Regions from separate parts of the Pan troglodytes genome. Here region 2 is linked to region 1. Evidence: chromatin contacts called from public Hi-C data. All regions are on one chromosome and are shown on one strand. Each heading gives the region's core, a stretch centred on a gene start, on an enhancer-like site or on the middle of the called end of the contact. The rest is flanking DNA. Distances are from core to core; before and after follow the strand shown. Region 1 has its middle 31 kb from the start of VPREB1. Region 2 has its middle 100 kb from the start of ZNF280B.

Region 1 (5,172 bases), core at 906-3,405:
TCCCCAGCCTCTTCTCTGTGTGAGTGGATGCCGTCGCCAGTGCTGAGGCTTTGCATATCTTTGGTCTCAAGCTTGAGGATGAGGCCACTCATGGCACAGTAGTGCCTCTCACAGCGCCATGGATGGGATGTTCTCTCTAAAATAGAAGTCTTTTTTTTTTTAGTTTGGCCCCTTTGCTAAGTAGATTCTATAATAATTAGACAAAAAAAGTAATGTCTTTTTTGGAGGGTAGAAACACTGGTGAAAGAGAAACCGGGAAGGACTTGGCATGGGGGGTGGGTGGGCTTCAGACCACGGCTCTGACCCCCATGAAAGGAGAGAAGGAAGGGGGATTAGTAGGAACTGCCCCAGCCCACAGGCAGGTCAGACGTCAGACAAAGCCTCAGCCGACTGAGTGGGTTCTTTCCCAGGGGTGCCCACTAGAAGTGCCCTGCTTCCTGCAGGAAGACCTGGCTGAAAGGACCCTGGGGTCCTCATTGCCTGGAGCCAGCCCAGGGGTAGGGGACATGTTAGTCACTTGTGGTCCTCCTGCAGGTTCTCCCAAAGAGGCATCTGAGTGGGACACTTCCACGGCCGCCACCAGCACTGCTGCTGCATTCCCCCTCAGGACAGGGGCAGCGCCCTCCTTCCCCGGCTCATCTACCTGAGCCCCATGTGAAGTCAAAGCTTAGGTGTCTCAGGGCTTTCCCCCAACAGGCCCTGCAGCCACTGAGACCCTTATATACCCTGAGCTGCATGCTGTGGAGAGAGGGTCTGTGGAAGACCTTGGGTCTTAGCCATCGACTCCTCTGGGGAACACCATGAAATCCTCAGACTGGGGATGTCCTCTGGAGCTATCTTTATCCTCTTCTTCTTCCCAGTATCTCCTGCTCCATGATCTGGGTCCTGTCCCTGGCCCTGTTGCCTCTCCAGTGTCTGATCCATGCCAGCCCTTCCTTAAATATGTGTTGAACCCATTTCCCATTTGCCCAAGAAATGAGTGCTGGCAATGAGCTGCACTTTTTTTTTTTTCTAAATGGGTCAATAAATGAATGAATGAATGAATGAATGAATAACAATGCAACCTGAGTCTCCTGTCACATGGTTATTTTAAGACCTGCATTTTTCTTTACCCAGGAGGAAAATGAGTCCCTGCAGCTGTTATTGCCTCTGAATTGAGCTAACTTGTTTCTACACTGTCATGCCATGGTCACAGTGGGACAGATGTACACCAAGCCTACCATAGCTTTCAGCCCTGCCCTTCCACCCGCCCTGCCTGTGGCAGTCATGGCATCAGGGCTTCCCTCAGAGTCAGCCTCTACCCACCACACAGTCTGGGCCATCTCCTGCTCTCCGACAGCCTGGGGTTCAGTGATCCCTGTCCATGTGTCCTACCTCAGAGACACCTGCCACTCCTCCCCTTCCCTAATTTCTCTGCCATCCTGTTTCTCCAGCCTCCCAGGAATGTCCCCTGCCCAATCTCTTGTCTCAGGTTCTAGAACTTGTCCTGGAACTTGCCCAGAGCTGAGTCTCTAATAGGAGAGCTGATGACAGGCACAGCCGCGGTCAAGCCCTCTAGCCAGCAGATGGAGGAGAATCAGCCTGAGGGCCCTGTGCATCCTCCCTGCTGCACACCTGGGCCCATACCCCCCTCCACCCTCCATATGCTCCTGCAACCCCCACCTCAGTGTCTGCCTCACTGTCTCTTCCCAGCACCTTCCTCAGGAAGGGCCTGAGATCTTGCATGGTGTGTTTCCCCTCGGTGAACTCCTAGTCACAGCAGCATCCCGAGTAAGAGCCTCCTGGTGAAGAGATCGTCTTGGTGCTCCACCCTGGCATTGTGTCCTCAGCTCCAGGGCAGGTCACATGCTTTCCTGGACCAAGATTACATGCAGGCCACCCCTGCTGGCCCCTGCCCCACAGAGGGAGGCCCGGGGTCAGGGGTGGCACCAAGACCACAGCTCCATTGCTCCCTGTAGGAATTCTTCCTGCATGTTTGAAAGACAAGAGTTACAGAAACAAAGCAGAGGGAAGATTCTGGATCATTGCAAAAGGAGAAATTTGCCTGCAGACCAGCAGGAGGCGCGGTGAGACCTTCTCTCTGTATTTCTGCAGGACAGGTGCTCACAGCTGGGGAGCCCTCAACTGACAGAGGCCCAGGGCTGCTCCTTCACTTCCTCCTGGGACTCTGCAGCCTTGTCCCATCTGTGCCTGGCAGAGTCCTCTACACATGATCCTGTGTGTGGTCCCAGCAGCTGCTGCTTTCTCTGGTCCCACCCGTGGGGCAAACTCTTGCTTCATGCCAGCCTCCCTGTCCAAGGGCCTGGTCCCTGCGAGTGCACCTGGGGGAGAGGCAATGGGGAAACACATTTGCATGGTCAGCCCCTCCTCTGTGAGCCCAGTGACGCTGGGATAAGAGAGGCCTGGGGCAGCCCACCCCTAGGTATGTGGCCTCAGAGGCAGCTGTGTCCACTATGGCCCTGACTCCTCTCCTCCTCCTGCTCCTCTCTCACTGCACAGGTAGGGACAGGGCTCAGAGCCCAGGGTGGTCCCCAGCCTGATCTGTCCCTCATGGCTCAGATCCCTCAGCAGCTGCGCCCTGACCCTGCTCCTCACTGTGCTGTGTCTGTGTCTGCAGGTTCCCTCTCCCGGCCCGTGCTGACTCAGCCGCCCTCCCTGTCTGCATCCCCGGGAGCAACAGCCAGACTCCCCTGCACCCTGAGCAGTGACCTCAGTGTTGGTGGTAAAAACATGTTCTGGTACCAGCAGAAGCCAGGGAGCTCTCCCAGGTTATTCCTGTATCACTACTCAGACTCAGACAAGCAGCTGGGACCTGGGGTCCCCAGTCGAGTCTCTGGCTCCAAGGAGACCTCAAGTAACACAGCGTTTTTGCTCATCTCTGGGCTCCAGCCTGAGGACGAGGCCGATTATTACTGCCAGGTGTACGAAAGTAGTGCTAATCACAGTGAGACAGATGAGGAAGTCGGACAAAAACCAAGGTTTTAAGCTTGTCATTTTTACTGAACTGGTTAAGAACTTCAGTGGTTAATAAAATCACATTAAATACTGGATTGTTGTTAAAAATGGTGGCACATTATAACTCTCTCCCATTTTTTTCACATAATGCCCATAGTGACTCTAAGCAGCTAAAATCAAAACACAAAAACTTATACCAATACTAAGAAATACTAACATTACTAACCAATTTCCACTAGTAAAAGAGTTGTGAAACAGCTGAAATACATCCAGATGGCATAATACATAATACCACTATATACAAGAGTTGTATAAAATTATGTATCATGTATATATAAAATTATGTATCATGTATCTGTATAATATATGAAATAAAATGTCAGCAGACATTACCGTCTTCCCACCAGTAGCCAGCAATTCTGCCCTGCCTCTAGAATAAATGGTTACCACGGGTTGAATAGGCGAACAGCCCTGGCAGCTCTGCAGGATGACTCTCACTGTTTGTTATTGTTTTATTTTTAAGATTGCTTTTCTTTCCTTTTTTTTTTGAGACAGCGTCTTGCTGTCAGCCAGGCTGGAGTGCAATGGAGTGAGCTCGGCTCACTGCAACCTAAGCCTCCCTGGTTCAAACGATTCTCCTGCCTCAGCCTCCTGAGTAGCTGGGATTGCAGGCGTGCGCCACCATGCCTAGCTAAATTTGTTGTATTTTTTAGTAGAGACGGGGTTTCACCATGTTGGTCAGGCTGGTCTGGAACTCCTGACTTCGGGGTGCTGGGATTACAGGCGTGAGCCACCGTGCCCGACCTCTTTTTTTTTTTTTTTAGTTTGGTTTTGTTAGTTTAGTTTTGTTTTATCTCTTTAACTTGACAGTCAAAGATGATCCATGTGGATCTCTGCATGGGTCTGGGAGCTGCAAGGCTCCTGGTGCATGGCCCGGTCCCGCCTGCCTTGGCAGGCCTCCTCCACCTGGCTCCTGGAGGAGCTGCTGCGCCCGACTACCCTGCATGGAGCCCGCGGCTTAGCGGCAGCTCGGGAGGGGCCTGATAGAAACTTCCCCCTGAGCAAGCAGCGCCAAACCCAGGCCGCCACCCAGGATGGAGGCTGCATCACCTCCGGGGAGCCCGGATCCTCGCCAGGGTCCACCAGGAGAGGAGCACATGGCGGAGATGAGCCTGCGGGGCTGGGAGAGAGAGAAGACACGGCGAAGCTGCAGGTGAAGACGCTGCGCTAAGGCCCCACCCAGAGGCTGAGGTTCCCCGACCAGCAGCAGCGAGGCTGCCCAGAGCGGCGCCAGCAAGGTGGTTCTCTCCAGATCGGATCACAGGAGAAGCTAGCCTTGCACCTGGCCCAGGCAAGAAGCAGGACATGGGCTTACGCAGAAGAATCAGCACCGATTCCACATCATTCCCCATGGCAACGGCCTCTACGGTGGTGTCAGCAAGACCCAGTGCTAGACCCGAGCCTGCACCAGGAGCTGCGGAGCAGAGGGTGCGCCCCATCCCGATCGTCTCCACCACTTTAGCTCCCTGGGTGAGGGCGACACGGGGAAGCTTATTATCGCGGCTGCCCAAAACGGGGCGTGGCTGGGTACCCTGTGTACATAGGGTAGATGCTGAATGTGAATAGCACTGAACTACTAGAGGGAGGCTGGAGAGGCCCACAGTGTCTATCTACCATGATTCATTATTTGGGCCCAGAGGATTGCCTAAGGCCTAGTATTTGGCTCAGTTGGCTCAGTTGGCTCAGTAACGGGCACTAGGATGCAGTATTTGATCACTCCTATCCTAACCAAGTACGACAACTGGTGCAAACAGACTCAAAAGCAAAGGCAACGCAATGAATAACTTGCTCACTCTGGGGCCACATATTCTGAATAAAATGCCTACCCTTGAAATGTCTGAAAACCTTACACCCTGGGAAAATTGCATACAGAACTTGTGCTTGGAGAATGACATGAACTCTAATCAGGGTAATAACACTTGTAAAGTTCCTAACAGCTTTTCTTTCCTTTTTTTTTTTTTTTTGAGATGGAGTTTCGCAGTGTTGCCCAGGCTGGAGTGCAGTGGCGCGACCTCGGCTCACTGCAAGCTCCGCCTCCTGGGTTCACGCCATTCCCCTGCCTCAGCCTCCCGAGTAGCTGGGACCACGGGCGCCCACCACCACGCCCGGCTAATTTTTTGTATTTTTAGTATAGACGGGGTTTCACGGTGTTAGCCA
Region 2 (5,172 bases), core at 775-3,274, 240 kb after region 1:
CTCACATCCTTGCAACAAAGGGAGCTGGTGAAAGCCTGGAGGGGTGCCTGTGGGAAGCCGCACTCCTCCACGATGCCTCCCTGACTTCCCACTCCTACAATGTGCTGCACCAACCCCCCCTCCTCCTTGGCATCATTGGACCCTGAGGACAGGGGTGTCCTGATGGGCCTAGCAGAGGTCTGGCCCACAGCAGGCACTCGGCCACCCTGGGGCTTGCAGAAGGAAGCAGCTTGGCAGAGGAGGGGGTCCCTCGCTCCCCAGCTGTGCCTGTACTGTACTGTACTGAGTCAGATCCTGGCCCCCAGGTCAGCCGCACCCACTGTGCTCAGCCAACAGGAGACCTAGTGGGAGGCTGGAGGGCAGGGGGCACAGAGAAGTGGGGCTTCCCTGCTCTAGCCAGCAGGGGACCTGCAGCTGGGCTATCACCTCTGTGACTCCCCTTGGCCCACAGGCCTGCGTGACGCCCCCTTCCACGGGGACCTGGGCCTGGCTCCCATAGCACACTCCTTCCTCCCTTTGCCCTTCTGCCCAAGGTGGGTCTTCGGATCCTGCAGGGACTTCATGGGCTCCTGTTTGACCCCCCAGCTCTCTCATCACCTGTGTTTCCAAAGCCCTGGATTACCATCTGCCCCACTCTGACTGGTACCACCACGATGATACCGGCCATTGGGTGACTCTGATACTCTATCATTTCAACCCCACCGTGGACCACCCACAAGCTCCCATGGCTGCCTGTCCTGCAAGCCCTGGGCTGCTGTTTGGGAGACCATCTCCCTGAGGCAGCGGTCCCTTCCTTTGATGTCTCTAGAGAGTCTGCACCGGCTCCAGGCCTTCCGCTTTTGCACAGGCCCTGTCTCTGTCTCTTTCGGGCCCCAGGAAAAGCCCCTGGCAGGTGGTGGGGCTTCCCAGCCTGGCCTGCCCCTGGCACTGGGAACGTCTGATGTCTGGGCCTGGGGCCCAGTCAGGGCACCCTTTCTCCTGCTGGAAAGGGGAGGTCGGGGGGCAGACCAAGGGCCCATCCTGGAGGGAGACTGGTGGGGGTGGGGGAGCCCGAGGCAGGCCACACTTTGCTCTTAGGATGAAATCTAAATGCCTTGGCCTGGCAGGGGAGGCCTTGGCTGGCCCCCACCCCTGCCATTCCGCAGACACGACTGCACTTCTCTTTCTCTGAGCCTTTGCATAGACTGTTCCTCTACCCGGAACCCCTGTCCATCCGGAACCCCTGTCCAACCAATCAGAGCTCTGAGAATCCAATCTGTTTCTTGACCTCAGTTCAGGGGCTGCTCTTGTCTGGGACACCCTCTAGTGGACCTGATGAGCTGCCAAGCTGCCCCTGCCCTCTTGGGCCCCCTGGAAACCTGTGCCCACTCCCTCATGTCCAGGCCTTGACCCGGAAACTGGCCTCTCACCCACTGACACGTGGCCGGCCCAGGCCTGGCGTGGCACAGGGGTGTGCTGGGGATTCAGACAGTGGGAGGGGAGCCCTGCCTTACCTCATCTGTAGGGAGGAAAGTACCTGCCCAGCCAGGCAAGGGGCTGGCCCTCAGCCCCACCATGCCTGGAGGTGCAAACCCAGGGGAATGGGGAAGCAACGGAGTGAGCTCTAGAAAGACAGAAGGCCAGACCCCATTCCCCTCCGCTAGCCTCCCGCCACCCCTGCCCTGCAACCCTCTCAGCTCGGTTCCCACACACGTGCCCCATCATGCACATTCACCTCCTCCAGGAAGGCCTCAGATGAGACCTGTCTCTGCCTCCCCAGCTCTCCCATTCGCCAAGGGCAAGGCTGAGCAAGTGGGAGGCCTGGACTCCCATCCCATGGTCAGTGCCTGCTGAATGACCTGGGGCGACCTGTGCAACCTCTTCAACACTCGTGAGATAGGGGGATGAACCAGGTGAAGGGAGGCAGAGGGGTGGGCTGTGCTCACACCTTGGCTGCGGTTGTGACCAAGCCTGCTGACCCAGCTACAGGGCAGGGCTGACTGCCCTCCCAACCTCCCGCCACCCAGGCTTGATGTTCCTACCCTCTGCTGTCCCCATGTGGCCACTTCCAGTGCTGCAGGCCACACCGAGGCCACTCAACTCCCCACCCAGTGTTCTCCACTGGGCCTCCAACCTCCAGCCTCACCCTCTCCAGCACTTTGTCTGTCTGAGACCTAAGGGGCAAATCTGACCAATGCTACCCTGCCTGAGCCCCCATTCGGGACCCTCTCCACAAAGGTTGATGGGCCCTGGTCATTCTCCAGCTGCCTCTGGGTCTGTGCCTCCATGCCGGGCCCCACAGGAAGTGCCGACGAAGAGCTGCTCAGGTGGGCCACGGTGGCCTGAGGCCTGGGCTCTGTGCCCAGATTCTGGACATTCCTGGGCTAAGGAGCCTGGGCGCTGGTCTCCTGAGGACTTGGAGCTGATCCTGCCAGTGACTGCGCCCAGCCAAGGAGCGGAGGCTGCAGGGCAGTGCTTGCCAGAGCGCGCCAGGACGTGGTGAGGGGGTGGCACCTGTGCTGGGGGAGGGTGGGCCAGGCTGTCCCTCTCCATCTCCTGAGCGACCCAAGTGAGCCCTGTGCTGTGTTGGGGGCTTCCCCGACCCCACGAGGTGGCCACAGTTCTCCATCCCACTGCACACATGGAGAGAGAGCCTGGGGAGGGAGCATCCCTGGCAACCTGGGTGTGGAGGAAGCAGGCAGGGCTCAGACCTGCCTCACTCTGGATATGGTTGGTGGTGACCCTGGGAGGCGGTCATGGAACTCTCCAGAACCAGGGTGCAGCATGAACACCAGGAGACCAGGGAAGGAAACGAGGCGCTTGTTTTCTCCTTGCACAGGCAGGGAGGGTGTTCCTGAGTGACCTTCCAGAAGAGTTCGAAATTACAAGCCTGGAGTCCCGAGGGAGGTCTCTGCCGCTGGGGGTCTCGCTGTCTGCTCTGGGGTTCTGGGGCCTCTCCTCACCCCATCTGGGGTCCCAGGGTGGGCCCAGGGGTCCAGGAACCAAGGCAGCACTGCACTGGTGCCCGCACGGTCAGGGAGCAGGCCTCCGTAGATCAGGGGTCAGGGGCCCCGGCGTCAGGCTCTGGGGAGTGAGGTATTGGAATCTGAGGCTCAGGTTTGGGAGTGTCGGGGCTCAGGACATAGGTATTAGAATCCCAGGGTATGAAGTTTCAGGTTTGGGGAATTAGAGCCATGAGTATTTGGGGAACAGCACGGAGCACTGCTAGCACGGAGCTTGGGTGTTGGAACACTGGGCCTCCTGCCTGGGGTCTGAGATGACAGAGTAAGGGGTTAAAGGCCCAGGTATCAAGTGTCCAGGTCCCAGGTGTCTGGTCCTGGGGCTGTGGGAATCACAGGACTGGGCTGCCTGTTCTCAGGAGTCTTGGCCTGGTGCTCACAGCCAAGCTGCTCCCATCAGGGCTGTGCGCCTCAGACGTGCCTGCAACAGATACACTGGTGGTACAGGCATTGGGTAAATATGCCCATTCCAAAAGAGAAAAATCTGCCATAAAAAAGGGGCTGCAGATGTCATGGAGGTTTGAAACCCTGCAGGGCATTCATTAAATGTTAAAGCTCCAAAGTAATCTTTTTTGACTCCATCTCCCACGTCCAGGGCACACTGATGTAAAGGGCGGGCTACCAAGGCTGAGGGCAGTTCTACCCATTTGGCTATGTGGGGTTCAGCCCTTGTGGCTACTCTCATAGGCTGTTAAGTGCCTGCAGCTTTTCCAGGTGTAGGATACAATCTGCCAGTGGATCTAACATTCTGGAATACGGAGGACAGTGACCTCCTTCCCACACCTCCACTAGGCAGTGCCCCAGTGGGGACTCTGTCTGGGGCCTCCAGCCCCACATTTCCGCTCCACACTGACCTAGTAGAGTTTCTGTGGGAGGGTCCTGCCCCTGCAACAGGCTTCTGCCTGAGCACCCAGGCTTTTCCATACATCCTCAGAAATCTGGGTGGGGGTTATCAAGGCTCCATCATTCTTGCATTCTGTACACCTGCAGGTTTAACCCACATGGAAGCTGCCAAGGCTTATCATGGCATTTGCTCCCCAAAACAGTGGCACAGCAGTATCCAGAGCCTCTTGAGCCAAGGCTGGAGCTGAATCATCCATGAGGCTGCACAGGACTGTGGGACCCTAGGCCAGACCCAGCAAGCCATTCAGTTCACCTAGGCCTCAGGACCTGTAATGTGAGAGGCTGCCTCAGAGATATCTGAAATGCCTTTGAGGTCTTTTTCCCATTGTCTTGGCTATCAACACTTGGCTCCTCTTTAGTTACGCAAATACCTCTAGCAAGTGATTGTTTCGCAGCCCACTTGGATTCTTTTCAGGAAAAGGGGATGTTATTTTCTGCCACATAGTCAAGCTGAAAATTTTTCAATCTTCTATGCTCTGCTTTCCTTTTAAATATAAATTCCAAATTAAAGTCATTTCTTTGATCTCACATCTGAGTTTAGGCTGTTAGAGGCAGCCAGGCCACCTCTTGAACTCTTTCTGCCTAGACATTTCTTCTGCCAGATACTCTAAATGATTGTTCTGAAGTTCCAACTTCCACAGATTCCTAGAACATGAAGAAAATTCAGCCAAACTCTTTCCTAAGGCATAACATGGGAGATACTTGCCCCAGTTCCCAATAAGTTACTCACTTTCCATCTGAGATGTCGACAGCCTATGCTTCATTGTTCCTAACACCATCAGCATTTTGATCACAACCATTTAACCAGTCTCTATAAAGTCTGAAGCATTTTCTAATCTTCCTGTTGTGAACCCCCAAAATTGGACACAGGTCTCAATTAACTCAGAAAGCTTATTTTGCCAAGGTTGAGGAGGCACATCTGTGACACAGCCTCAGGAGATCCTGATGACATGTGTCCAAGGTGGTAGGGGTACAGCTTGGTTTTATACATTTTAGGGAGACATGAGACATCAATCAACATGTGTAAGATGTACATCAGTTCAGTCTGGAAAGGTGGAACAGCTCCAGGTGAAGGCAGGACAACTTGAAGCGGGGAATGGGCTTCCAGTCTTAGATAGATAAGAGACACATGGTTACATTCTTTTGAGCTTCTGATGAGCCTCTCCAAAAGGAGGCCATCAGATATGTGTTTCTCTCAGTGAGCAGAGGGGAGACTTTCAATAGACTGGGAGGCAGGTTTGCTCTAAGCAGTTCCCAGGTTGAGTGGGGT

The links. A called contact is a pair of places that touch in the nucleus more often than the background predicts.
Region 2: a Hi-C map of induced pluripotent stem cells shows a contact between it and region 1, with 2.6 times the contacts expected there. The contact joins two enhancer-like sites. A contact is called at or near these places in 4 of 7 Hi-C or Micro-C datasets (blood, induced pluripotent stem cells and stem cell-derived neural progenitor cells).

The regions. Positions count from the first base shown.
Region 1 is chr23:24,134,821-24,139,992 of NHGRI_mPanTro3-v2.0_pri, forward strand. No RefSeq gene overlaps it. Among named protein-coding and RNA genes, the nearest start is that of VPREB1, 31 kb to the right of the region's middle. Within about 2 kb of position 2,156, at least 1 of the 24 cell types and tissues checked has an H3K27ac peak or open chromatin away from gene starts, as enhancers often do. A contact at or near this core is called in induced pluripotent stem cells, where this site is marked.
Region 2 is chr23:24,377,132-24,382,303 of NHGRI_mPanTro3-v2.0_pri, forward strand. No RefSeq gene overlaps it. Among named protein-coding and RNA genes, the nearest start is that of ZNF280B, 100 kb to the right of the region's middle. Within about 2 kb of position 2,025, at least 1 of the 24 cell types and tissues checked has an H3K27ac peak or open chromatin away from gene starts, as enhancers often do. A contact at or near this core is called in induced pluripotent stem cells, where this site is marked.